3 separate regions of the Sus scrofa genome follow, and all the other regions are linked to region 1. Evidence: chromatin contacts called from public Hi-C and HiChIP or PLAC-seq data. All regions are on one chromosome and are shown on one strand. The core of a region is the stretch at or near the end of the contact, and the rest is flanking DNA. Distances in the headings are between cores, read along the strand shown. Region 1 holds the start of TCN2 (transcobalamin 2). Region 2 holds the start of PRR14L (protein PRR14L). Region 3 holds the start of SFI1 (protein SFI1 homolog).

What was found. Hi-C and Micro-C count contacts between places; a contact is called where the count stands out from the background. HiChIP or PLAC-seq counts read pairs in DNA pulled down with a chosen protein or histone mark.
Region 2: a contact with region 1 is called in an H3K27ac HiChIP or PLAC-seq map of alveolar macrophages. The contact joins the promoter of PRR14L here to the promoter of TCN2 in region 1. A contact is called at or near these places in 1 of 5 promoter capture datasets (liver) and 1 of 2 datasets of contacts at active chromatin or transcription factors (alveolar macrophages).
Region 3: a contact with region 1 is called in a Hi-C map of heart right ventricle, with 8 times the contacts expected there. The contact joins the promoter of SFI1 here to the promoter of TCN2 in region 1. A contact is called at or near these places in 1 of 5 promoter capture datasets (liver) and 1 of 47 Hi-C or Micro-C datasets (heart right ventricle).

Annotation. Positions count from the first base shown.
Region 1 is chr14:47,493,785-47,498,248 of Sscrofa11.1, reverse strand. It overlaps TCN2 (transcobalamin 2), which reads right to left and starts at 2,004. Exons shown (of 11, transcript NM_001244436.1): 1 at 1,849-2,004. PES1 (pescadillo ribosomal biogenesis factor 1) reads left to right here and starts at 2,266. Exons shown (of 16, transcript NM_001244432.1): 1 at 2,266-2,354. The coding sequence starts at 2,331.
Region 2 is chr14:48,416,426-48,420,889 of Sscrofa11.1, reverse strand. PRR14L (protein PRR14L) reads left to right here and starts at 2,650. Exons shown (of 8, transcript XM_021073914.1): 1 at 2,650-2,858.
Region 3 is chr14:48,208,521-48,212,984 of Sscrofa11.1, reverse strand. SFI1 (protein SFI1 homolog) reads right to left here and starts at 2,446. Exons shown (of 33, transcript XM_005670867.3): 1 at 2,200-2,446.

The sequences.
Region 1 (4,464 bases), core at 755-3,254:
AGCTAAAAATCTCTTCCCATTATAAAGCTAAAATGTGCTTCACATGTTTCTAGAGTCACACAGCAGTTTCCACAGGACAGAAAGAAGGAAACTAACTGTTGGTGTTGGGTGCCCAGCTCTGTCCACAACTCATTAGGCAGTGACATGTGATTTCAACATTGGGCTCTGCAACGAGGCTGCCTAGTGAAAGTCCATTTTCCACTACTTAGCAGCTGAGTGACCTTGGGATGAGTCCCTTCCCTTCCCAGAACCTCAGTTTCCTCATCTGTAAAATCTAGTACCTATTTTGAACTCCAGACCCAATGTACAATTTCTTTTCTAGACACCTCCATCTGTGTCTTTCCACTGACCCCCCCTCGAAATCAATGTGAGCAAAACAGGCCCTTCCTGTGTAGACCAGCTACATGATTTGCAAGTGCAGGGTGCCTTGTTAAAATATTGTTAAGAATCAGCGTTGGCTCAAGCACAGGGCCATGGCCACTGCCAGGATCACACACCCATGACAGTGGCCTTGCTCCTGTGTTCCTTTGATTAACGAGCCACTACTGTCCTCTCAGGTCCATCCTTCTCCTCCTACACAGTCACACCCTACATGCTCCCAAATGCCCCAAACTTTTGCCTCTGGCCTGGACAGTCTCTTTCTCCTTTCTCTTTGCCAGCCCCATTCCTTTTGTTCTCAGAGCCTTTCTGAAACACACCTTAGTCTTTTGCTGTGAGAACCACATGACCCTGCTTTTCCTCACACCGCTCTGTCAAGTTCCTTCAAAGTCTTTGCTAGCTCACCTTCCCCTACCCATTTTTCATTATATTTCATTTTTCGTTGTTTGTAGAGGCACTAGGCTTTTTTTCTTTTCTTTTTTTTTTTTTTTTTGGCCACCCTATGGTTTGTGGAGTTCCCGGCCAGGGATCAGTGATCCAAGCTGCAGTTGAGACCTATGCTGCAACTGCAGCGACTCGGAAGCCTCAACCCACCATGACGGGCTGGGGATCAAACCTGCATCCCAGCCTCCCAATGCGCCAGAGGGAACTCTGAATCATTAAGTTTTTATTTTAGCTATCATGGAAAGTACATAATAAAACACACATTTTTCAAAACAAGTATTGGTCAGTGCTTGATATCTGTATTTACCTCTAAAGGGTGAGTTAATGACCATGACTTTAGGTCAGGTCACATTCACAAGGGCCTCAAATTTTAATTTTTTTATTTTTTGCATTTTAGGGCTGTATGTGCTGCATATGGAAGTTCCCCAGCTGGGGAAAGAATCGAGCCACATCTGCCCGCCTACACCACAGCCACAGCAATGCAGGATCCGAGCCGGGTCTGCGACCTACACCACAGCATGACGCAACGCTGGATCCCTGACCCACTGAGCGAGTCCAGGATCGAAACCGCATCCTCATGGATACTACTAGGATTCGTTTCCGCTGCGCCACAATGGGAACTCTTCAAATTTAAAATTTTGAGGCAATCTCCAAATGGAGTTTAGCGGCCTGAAGGAAGAAAACATCTAACTTTGCAAATTTCATCTACTCCCCAGACCACATCACACTCGTGTGAATATTTGTATAAATCTTGTAATTACCCTTTAAAGAACACAATACGGAATTTGTATATACATATTAAAAACTAAAACATGTTAAATGTACATTTAAAATATAGCACCAGTTCCAACTGTGCTTTCGTCATTTTTCAACTCTCTCCTAAGGCTCAGAAAGTTTAAGTGGCCTCTTGGGTCTCTCTACCTCTGAGAGGAAAAAGTTTGCTTTTGCTTTATTTACACCGATAATAGCGAACTAACCAAAGGAAAAACCAATGGCCACAGGAGAAGCGAAAGTCGCTCCACTTACCTCCGAGGTGGCTTCTCAGGCAAGACAAGTTTCGACGCCTACTGTTACTATGACAACGCAATTCTTGCCGCTGCTCCCAGAAGAGAGACTCCCCTATGCATCCCAGAAGGCGCTGCGCTGCCTCTAGGCCTTCCGCCGCCTTCCATCCCAAAATGCAACGGGGCTGAAACGGCAAGCGTTCGTCATCAGGATGACTATAGAAATGCCTGAATATCCGCCTTCAATCAAACATTAAATATGTCTGTATTAGGCAATAAATGGGAAAGATCCAGAAGAGCGGTCTTAGTGATTTTTTTCATGGAGTTTAGTTGTAAATATAAAAGAGAAAAGTCCCTTTTTTCCCTAGACTTGCTCAGGCACTTCCTTGGGCAGCCCTCACAGGCAGGCGGCGTGGAGGGCCTCGGGGCCCTGTACCGCGCACATGCGGGAGGAAGTGGCGCTACCTGTCCGCTCGGCACTGGTAGACCTTTCAGCGTGGAGCCATGGGCGGCCTGGAGAAGAAGAAGGTGATGTGCGAGAAGCAGGGGTGGGGACACAGGGGTGACCCAGGAGGTAGGAGACGGGAGCGATATAGCCCGGGAACTGCGCCTTTCCCCGGCCTTGGCCCCTTGTGGGTGCAGAGGTGGCTGATCAACGCGGTAGAAGACAGCAGCCAGAAAGGGTCCGAGGATGGGCGAGGACAGCATTACTCGTTCGGTGAAATCCGGGAAAGAAGCCTGCAGTAGAGCTGTGAAAGAGAGCTGAGGTTACCAAGTAAAGATGCATCCCAGAGCAGGCCGAACCGGAGGACAACTGTTTACTGAAAAAGTGATGAACATAGCGCAGAGCTCATCACTATGTTGAGTTTATCATTTTAAAAACTTGTTACTCCCTTTTCTGTTGAATCAGGCCTTTTTCTGGACGTTGGGGATGAGGCATAACCAGATGTAGTCCCTACATTTCCCAAGCTCACTTTCTAGTAGGGAAGGTAGCCACTAAAGTAAATAACCAAAGAAAACGGTCACAAACAAGCCTGACAGAGGAAACTAAGTGCCAAGGCCCTTAGGTAGAAAAGGCTTGCCGTGTGTACCGAATGGGAGGGATATCAGGACAGTTGGGGTATAGTAAACCAAGGGAAGAATGGCATCTAATGTAGTTGGGGTTGGACAGAAACCGTGTTATTCACAGTGAAGAGATTGGATTTTATTTGCTGTGCAGTAAGAATCAACTAAAAGGGGAATGACATCGATTTTTCAAAGAATTGTTTTTGTTGCTGTATGGAAAATCACATTGGTGGCATGGAGAGGAGGGGATGAGGATGGGGATGATGTTTCTTCATCTTGAAAGTTTCCAATGCTGATTTGTTTTTAACCCAGCACTCATTATGTGCTAGCCATTGGAACTACAAAAATATGAGGGAGAAAATCTCATCTTGAGAAACAGTTGCAAATATGTAAACAAATCATGGCAGTTTTTAAAGTGGGGATTTCACAACCATTTTGACATTTTGAGCCACATAACTTAGTTGTGTTGTTGTGGGGAGGGTTGTCTAGTGTGTTGTAGGATGTTCAGCAGCATTCCTGACCGTTCATCCACTAGGTGCCAGTAGTACCCAACAACACCAAATACTGAATCCACCCCCAATACACCCAGAGAGTAAAGTCACCCCAGTTAACTTTGAGTATTCTCTTTTTTTTTTTTGTCTTTTTAGGGCCACACCTGTGGCATATGGAGGTTCCCAGGCTAGGGGTCTAATTGGAGCTACAGCTGCCACCTATACCACAGGCATAGCAATGTGGCATCTGAGCTGTGTCTGTGACCTGCACCACAGCTCACAGCAACACTGGATCTGTAACCCACTGAGCAAGGCCAGGGATCGAACTCACAACCTCATGGTTACTAGTTGGATTTGTTAACCACTGAGCTATGATGGGAACTCCTTGAGTGTCCTCTTAATGTTTGAAAGGGTAAGAATGGTGACAGTGTGGCATAGGGTAATGGAAAACAGTTTTAACAAAAGCAACTTCCCTAAAACAGTCTGAAACTCATCTTTGTATTGCCCTGGGACTTGGCATGGGCCTGATCCCCAATAAACAATTGATAACTTTATTAATAATAAAATGCATGCGGGGTGTGTTTGGTGACTCTGGGGTTATTCGTAAACGTACCCCTCAGGAGGCTACGGGTTTATCCCTTTAGAGCTGGACCTGGCCATCAAGGCCTATGATCTCTTAGTCCAGAGGAAGAGCTTATTTGGAAAAGATGTTCTTGCTTTGCATTGCAGGGCACCTGGCCCAGTGCACTGTTGCTCTGTCAGGGCTACAGGGATGTGAGTATAAGGCAGCATCTCAGCATTACAGACAACCACATGGTTGCATCATGCTTCTTGGGGGCAGGTAGAAGATAGACCATTTGACTTTATTACCCACATACCTCTAGCTAAATGCTTGGAACATAGTAGAGGTTTTTTGGGGTTTTGTTTGTTGATTTTTTTGTTTTTGTTTTTTTTTTTCCTTTTCTAGGGCTGCTCCCGCAGCATATGGAGGTTCCCAGGCTAGGGTCCAATCGGAGCTATAGCCGCCGGCCTATGCCACAGGCACAGCAACGCAGGATCCGAGCCGCGTCTGCAACCTGCAC
Region 2 (4,464 bases), core at 1,401-3,900, 920 kb before region 1:
TTTTTAATAGTAAAGAAAACATGTAATCAGGTAGACTGCAACAGTTGCAAAAGTTTTCAGGGATAAAATGTTAAGTATAAAAGACATTTTTATGTTGCTAGTTCACCCAGATCCCCCAGGCTGTCTTCTCTGAGGCTGTTGGGCACTCCTTCCATCCCACACAGAGTTAATGGGACTCTGTCCCTGGCCCTTAGGGGAATCTGATTCCTTCTCCTGAAGGATGTTCATAGTTAACAAATATTTCAGTTTTGGCAAAAATTTGTCAAAACAAAACAAAACAAAAAACCTTAACAAGGTTTTCTTGGGGTTTTTTGGTCTTTTTAAGGCCATGGCATATGGAGGTTCCTAGGCTAGGGGTTCAATCGGAGCTGTAGCCGCTGGCCTTTGCCAGAGCCACAGCAACTCAGGATCTGAGCTGCGTCCGTGACCTACACCACAGTTCACAGCAACGCCAGATCTTTAACCCACTGAGCAAGGCCAGGGATTGAACCTGTGTCCTCACAGATTCTAGTCGTGTTTGTTAACCACTGAACCATGACGGGAGTCCTGACAAGTACTGAGATTTTAAAAAATTGTCTAAAGCTGGTCAAAGTTAGTGATGGCTGGAAGGGATAGCTACCCAGACTAGGGATCCAGTGGCCTTTATTCTGCAATAACTTATGGGATTATTTGTTTTTAGCTGCGTGGCTTTGCACAAGATATTTCTTTTTTCCTTAAATTTCTCCCCTCTCAGGTCGGAATACAAAGTGGTTGTTTTCATCCTCCCCAAGGTATTTGAGGGCCAAATGAGGTGAAGGACATGTTACATTAGATCTTTGAAATTAAAAACAAAAAATTAGAGCGCCATATAAATATAACCAAAAGCATGGATTTTATCAGGGAACTGGCTCTCCCCAACTTTTAAAGCATTGAATGATATAGATGGTGCTTCTTTGGGATCCCTTTGTGCTTAATACAGAGCTAGAAACAAGGCTGAGGCTATGGTGAGGTAGGTGAGGCTAATGAAGGCACTTGCCTTACTAAAGGCACAAAAAGTTAATGGGATGCCAGAAAACTCAGCAAGATAAACAATAATTTGATTAAAAAATAAGAATTAATACAAAAATCCACGTTTTTTAAAATAAAGACAAGATCAGTAATGGTGCTGTGCAGCCATATTAGAGCCTAAGGCAAAAGACAAACCAGTAATAATGGGTTTCTCTGATCCTCTTTTTTTTTTTTTTTGTCTTTTTCAGGGATGCACCCTCAACATATGGAGGTTCCCAGGCTAGGGGTTGAATGGGAGCTGGAGTCGTTGGCCTATGCCACAGCGGCACCAGATCTGAGCCATGTCTTTGACCTATACCACAGCTCATGGCAATGCCAGATGCTTAACCCGCTGAGTGAGGCCAGGGATGGAAGCTGTATCCTCATGGATACTAGTCAGAATTGTTTCTGCTGAGCAACGATGGGAACTCCATCAGGTCCTCTTTTGTAGGCATGTAGTTGCCTGAGAAAGAACTTGAGGACTTGGATACTGTAAACGTAGAAATATTTTAAAGTGAACTTCTAGTTAGTTCATCCTAACAGCATCTATAGTAGCCTATATTCTGGAAATATGGATTCAGCCTGTAAACAATACCGTTGGCACTTGGTTTTGTATGTCCCCAAGCCCTAACTAAAGCTTGGAAAGCCACTATGGCAGATAAAATGATACAAGTGTTGACTGGTTCAAAGACACTTTGACCAGAGAAGAGAGGATTGGAGTTCCCGTCATAGTGCAGTGGAAACGAATCCGACTAGGAACCATAAGGTTGAGGGTTCGATCCCTGGCCTTGCCTAATGGGTTAAGCATCTGGCGTTGCCATGAGCTGTAGTGTGGGCTGATGAAGCGGCTCGGATACTGCGTTGCTGAGGCTGTGGTATAGGCCAGGCAGCTGTAGTTCCGATTCGACCCCTAGCCTGGGAACCCCCATATGCCAAGGCTGTGGCCCTAAAACGCAAAAAAAAAGGGGGGGGTAGAATTATTGCCTCTTGCAAACCTCTAGCTCTCTAATCAGACAGGTTAATAACTCCAAGAAGCAACTGATTTCTGCTTAACAAAAGGTTCTGTGTCTTGGGGCGAGTTAATTGTATGCTCTGGACGTTTTCAATTTCCTCTTGAATAAACAGTCTTTTCCTTCCTTCAAATATCTGTTGAGTGTCTGCTTGTGCAAGACACTGCATTAGGTGCTGAGCATAGGTTGATGAACAAAACTAAGGCGCGAGGGACAGATAATAGAGTCAATAAATAGATGAACTGGCAGCTTCAGCTTGTGTTAAAGCTATGAAGAAATCGAAACAAGACGCTCTAAAGGAGATGGAGTAGGGGAATGGCATGATCTGAAACACTGATTCCAAGTATAAAATGATCTCTTGGGATGCCAAGGGAGAAGCCGGGAGGGCCCTGGAGTTGCAGTCATTCGGGCCGGAAAAAGGGACTGGATCACGGCGGTAACAGTGGAATCAGACGCTGACCCTGAGCTCAGCAGGAGCAGAGTTAAAAGGTGTGTTTCCCTTTAACAGTCCAGGCCTCAGGGGCGGGGCAGAGGGCGGCACAAGCTAACAGAGGGAGGGAGGTCCCACGCAGGAAGAGCCGTCCTTAGGAGTGCGCGCCCGCGCGCGCGCGGTGCGAAGGCGGGACTTGGGCGAGCCCGCATGGCTGGCCCGGGCCCGGATGAGGAAGTGCGGGGGGACCATAGAGACGAAGAGGCGGCGGCGGCCGGAGCGCCTCCGGGCTCGCGGGGCTCCGCAGGCTCAGTTAGACTTGGAGGCGTCGGGGCTGCGGCTGCAGAGGCTGGGCTGGCGGGGCGAGCGCGGGCCGCGGAGCAGGCCTCAGGGTAAGAAGCTGGGGAAGCGAAGGCTTCGGGCATATCCGCCCCGCCCCACTCCAGCTTGAGTCGACCCTCCGCCGGGCGGTGCAGGCTGAAGGGAGCCCGGGCCCCCCGCCTTCTCAGGGCGCTGAAGGGAACGCAGCTGTGCTGAGGACGCGGAGCGACCCGGGGAGAGGGAGGAGACCGGGCCCCGCGTTGCGAGAGGAAAACGGCTTCTCTGAGTCATGGCTCCGCGGGGAATGAGAGACTCCTGTTCGACCTCGATATGGCGAGGGACCCCCCAACTTCTCTCCTCCGGGAGGGCGACGCCCCTTGTCGTGGGCAAACGTGCTTCTCCTGCTCCAGTGCGCTTGTCAGCAAAGGGGGATCCGCTCCCGTGTGCGAGAGGGCGATTCCTAACTTATTTTAGGGGGGTGGGGTGGGGATCTCTCTTTTGGTCAGCGACTCCCAGGTGAGGAGACTCAACTTGCCTAAAAGTGACAGAAGGTTTTTTTTTTTACCCCCTGTAAGAGGGTGACCTACCTTTCCTCCTTATTTTTCGCCTTTACCCCGAGATACAGAGAAGACGACCCTGAATTTACTTTGTGGTGGTGGAAGTCAGCCTTTCTCCCCTCCCCCAGTCCCATCCACAGAGGGAGCCTCGCTTCTCTGCTCCCGAGTCTCTTGGTGTGTCTTGAGCTCTCTTCCCTTGCACAATGAAGAGCCCTGCGTTTGGAGTGTGATGGATGCCAGCCTGTGTCTCCCAGTTCCCATCTTTGTGACCTTGACTAATTGCTTCACCTTTTCTCAGTCACCCCATCTCTAATTTGGGTACTCTTTTCCGAGAATTGTCCTAATGGCTAAAGGAAATTTTGTGTGAGTGTGCTTAGTACGTTGTAACTTTTTGGCACATTGTTGCTATTACTGTTACTTATTTGTTTTTTAAAAAAGGTAACTAGTATCTTCCACAGAGAAACATTTTTCCATGCAGGCTCCTTCTATTCCCCTCCCCTCGCCCCCCGCCATCACTTTCTCTCAAGAGAGAAGGCTTTTCACCTGGGGCAGAGAAAGAGGCACTCCTTCTCTCTTACCTACCTTATTTCCCAAATTAACAAAGAAGGTCTCAATTAGAATAATGGCGGTGGCGGTGGGGAGAGGAGAATGTTTTTGGAAGCAGGTCTGTACTCCTAGAGGGAGATCTGTTACCAGAAGCCAGCCTTTCCTTTGTCCACAGAAACTACCATTCTTCGCTACTGGTCGGAGATGCCCTCTCTGTCTCCCTACTTGTTCTAGCAACAAAATAGCTTCCTTCTATCTCATCTGCACGGCCCCCTCTTCCAAAGACTCATCTTCCAACTACTTTCTCTTGCTTTCCCAGGAAAAATAAGACTCTATACCTTTGAGGGGAGGACTCTTTCCTGCTGTATATTTAGAGTGGCACAGATGGTTTCTTTTCTCCCCTTCTTTTGAAAAAGGAATGAAAATCTTTTATGCAGTCTTTGTCAGTAGAAGTCAGGAGCATTTTCACTGTTTCACTCCCCATGTGGAGACAGAGGGATCCTTTCCCTGCATGCTAATAAAGGGAAGAACAGGGAAGCAGTGCTTAGTGTTGTCGAGATTTCCTGTGGACTCC
Region 3 (4,464 bases), core at 1,197-3,696, 710 kb before region 1:
TATATAGTATATACAGTGACTATTAACAATAAATTACCAGAGTTCCTGTTGTGGCTCAGCAAGCTAAGAACACAACTAGTATCCTCCAAGAGAATGCAGGTTCGATTCCTGGCCTTGCTCAGTGGGTTAAGGATCCACAGTTGCAGCAAGCTTTGGTATATGCCCAGAATCCGGCTCAGATCTGGCATTGCCGTGGCTGTGGCATAGGCCAGCTCTGATTTGACCCCTAGCCTGGGAACTTATTCCATATGCTGCGGGTGCAGCCCTAAAAAGAAAAAAGAAAAAAATCACAATAAATTACCATACAACCACGAAGGTGAGATGGAGGAAGAAAAACTGTGAGCCAAGTACTTACCTCCCATGAATAACAGTCAACATTTCAGGTGTAAACTTAACAAATCTAAAAATATTACTTATAAAGTTATTTGATTCCAATTTACAAATATCATCAGGACAAACAGCCAAAGGAATGCAAACCACTTTTTCTTATAAGCTTTTAATTTTTTTCTTTTCTTTTTTTTTTTTTTTTTTGTCTTTTTGCCTTTGCTAGGGCCGCTCCTGCGGCACATGGAGGTTCCCAGGCTAGGGGTCTAATTGGAGATATAGCCACCGGCCTACAGCAGAGCCACAGCAACAAGGGATCCGAGCCGCATCTGCAACCTACACCACAGCTCACTGCAACGCCGAATCCTTAACCCACTGAGCAAGGCCAGGGATCAAACCCGAAACCTCATCATTCCTAGTCGGATTCGTTAACCATTGAGCCACTACGGAAACTCCTTAATATAATTCTTTCTTTTTTTTTTTTTTTTTTGTCTTTTGTCTTTTTGTTGTTGTTGTTGCTATTTCTTGGGCCGCTCCCGCGGCATATGGAGGTTCCCAGGCTAGGGGTTGAATCGGAGCTGTAGCCACCGGCCTACACCAGAGGCACAGCAACGCGGGATCCGAGCCGTGTCTGCAACCTACACCACAGCTCACGGCAACGCCGGATCGTTAACCCACTGAGCAAGGGCAGGGACCGAATCCGCAACCTCATGGTTCCTAGTCGGATTCGTTAACCACTGCGCCACGACGGGAAATCCTAATATAATTCTTAAATACATATGCTAACTTGAAAATCATAAATGTAAAAGTATTTTAAGTTCCTACAATATTCTTCAGCTTCTATCAATGAGAAATGAATAATCTTACTAAAGAAAAGCATGGAAATACCTAAATCTATATTCTATGTCCCAGAATAAATTTCAACTACTTCCCTCAGGAAGTCTTCCATGACACCTCCAAGCCTGATACCTCCATGGCCCTTAGGTGGATACCACAGCACCTAGAATGTACAGACTAGATTTAGAATAGCGTTCATGGGAGTTCCCGCCCTGGCCAGGGGAAACAAATCGGACGAAGAACCATGAGGTTGTGAGTTCCATTCCTGGCCTCAGTGGGTTAAGGACCCCGCGTTGCAGTGAGCTGTGGTGTAGGTCACAGACAGGCCAGTAGCTATAGCTCCGATTACACCCCTAGCCTGGGAACCTCCATATGCCAGAGGTTCAGCACTAAAAAAAAGACCAAAAAAAAAAAAAAAAAAAAAAGCATTCATGGAGTGGGTACTCTGTGCCAGGCAGAGTACTAACCACTTTTCATTTTACCTGCTTCAATACAACCACCCTACTTTTCATTCTATAATCATCTTCATTTTATAAACGAGGTGCCCAAAGTCATCAGCTAAGTGGTACAGCTGGGACTGGTACTCACTCCCTAACAGCATTCACTCAACAAAATTTACCATAACCCAGAGGTTTACAAAAAACCTGAATGGCCTCTCATCAAACAAACAAACAAACAAACAAAACCGAGCACTAATCTCCCACTGAATGTTTTTGCCCAATTGGCCCTCGAAGCTCAGGTATGGCCCCTGAGGTCTACATACCCTTGCCCCTCACTTGGTCACGCAGCAGAGATCAAGAAACCCTCAATTCGTATCCGCTCACGCAAATGAGCCTTGCACGGATGCGGCACGGGCTCCCAGCTCGTCGCGCACGAGCCCCGCGGAAGAACGCCACGCCCCGCGAGAAGCGAGGGCTCCTGGCGCCGCCCGGTGCTCTCTTTCCACCTCTTTTCCATCCCCAGACCTCAGCCCCGTGGGCTGGAAGCATCACCTGCACTTCTACAGGAGGAGGAAGCGGAGGCTCCCACAGGACTCACCTGGCCGGACTCGGAAGATCGCGCGCTCGCCGCTGGGCTCCGGCTGGAGGGTCCAAGCCACTGAGAGGCTGGGGACTATCGAACCCGGCCTCGCGCCTGGGGAAGCCTAGCCTCCCGCCTCGCGCCCCGAAGTTTTGGTAAACACGAAGCGGACCCGGCCCGCTGGCGCAGCCCAAACCAGCCTCTGAGGTTCCCGCGCCTCTGCACGCAGGTCCGCGCCGGCCCCGCCCCCGTCTCCACGGCGACGCGGCGTGCGTAAGGGACGCCCGGCCGGGTCCCGGGGAGTTCACGCAGCGTCAGTGCGGCAGGGTCACGCCCCCCTCTGGCAGCGAGGGAGAGTCCGCACTGTGAATTTCCCTTGAGGTGGGCCGACCGACGCTTTGTCTGGCTCGCCCCACGGAGGGCGCTCTACCTCCGAGGCCCACTCGCTTCACACAGAGCTCAGCCTCCTACTGCTACTCTCAGACGCCAGGAGTGGGAGCTGTTTCGAAGCCGATCCCCTAGTTAAGCTTCGTGAGGCAAGCACTAGGAACGAGGCTCCGGGCTGAAGTCCTCCAGCCCGCACCTCTAGGCTCCTGCCTATCTGGCTTTTGGTTCTCCATGGTTCCCAGGCAGCACGAGCCGGTCCCCGAGGCATAGGTTGCGCGCCTGCGTGGGCCACGAATGTTGTCAATCTGGACTAAGTGGGTGCGGGCGCGAGGTTTCGCAGTCCCTGAATTAAATTATCCCAGGCTGCTATCTTAACCTTCCTTTTAAAATGTAATTAACGAGCATTAATTGTTAGTAATAGTTATTTTTTTATAATTGGGCCCACTCTGATGTTTTAAAAATAGGGGTGGGAAACGGTAGGTAAGATAGTTTTATATCCTTTTTCTCCTGCGCTTTGGAAAGCACTTGAGATTTCTGGTGGAGAACGCAAAGGCTGGCATTATGTTTTTTTGCTTATTTGTCTTTTTGCCTTTTCTAGGGCCGCTACTGCGGCATATGGAGGTGCCCAGGCTAGGGGTCTAATCGGAGCTGTAGCCGCCAGCCTACTCCAGAGCCACAGCAACGCCAGATCCGAGCCGCGTCTGCAACCTACACCACAGCTCACGGCAACGCTGGATCCTTAACCCACTGAGCGCAGCCAGGAATTGAAGCCGCAACCTCATCTTTCCTGGTCAGATTCGTTAACCACTGAGCCACGATGGGAACTCCTGGCATTATGTGTTTAAATGCTTGAAAATTTTTACGTTATAAACGGGAGGAAAGGAGTTCCCTGGTGGTCTAGTGCTTGGGATTTGGCATGTGACTTGGTTTCCATCCCTGCCCCAGGAACTTCCGTGGGCCGCGGGTGCAGCCAGAAAGACCCCAAACCAAACCAAAACAAAACAGGAGGAAAAATAACCATTGTTGGGTTTCTCGGGACTGAAATTACAGGTAGTTTGCATTTTTGCTCTATTTTCTACCTATGGTAAATTTTGTAAAAACGTGTTTAATATAAGTTCCACTTAAGCAGGACACGGGAGCCAATCTTTTAGGCAGGACTATTTGCTGAAGTTATGTGACCAACTATTTTTAAAGTAATTTAGTGGTTTTCAAAGTCTTAATTAACACTGTAGGAGTTCCCGTCGTGGCACAGTGGTTAACGAATCCGACTAGGAACCATGAGGTTGCGGGTTCGGTCCCTGCCCTTGCTCAGTGGGTTAACGATCCGGCATTGCCGTGAGCTGTGGTGTAGGTTGCAGACGCGGCTCGGATCCTGCGTTGCTGTGGCTCTGGTGTTGGCCGGTGGCTACAGCTCCGATTCAACCCCTAGCCTGGGAACCTCCATATGCCGCGGGAGCGGCCCAAGAAATAGCAACAACAACAACAACAAAAGACAGAAAGACAAAAAAAGAAAAAAAAAAAAAAAAAAAACACTGTAGCTAATACTCACTTACTGTAAAATTAGTCTTTATTGTAAGAGCTTTATATAAATTATATGTGTATATAAATTTATGACAAACCTAGGATGATAGATCGTGTTTTCTAGATGATTTGCTGATCCTTTCTGTCATTTGCATTTATCATCTCAGTTTTGACTAAAATAGGAAAGCAAGGTGTTTCCATTTGAGTTATAATGAAAATAATTAGTCCTATTAGGAAAAATTAGAAATAACAGTATAGAATAACAGTAGCTAGTGCAGCAGCACTCAGTGGTGTCAGGCTCTGTTTTAAATACTTTACATATGTAAAATCAAAGCTGTAAAGTGCCAAGAAGGGGTTTAGCCTCTGCAAATAATT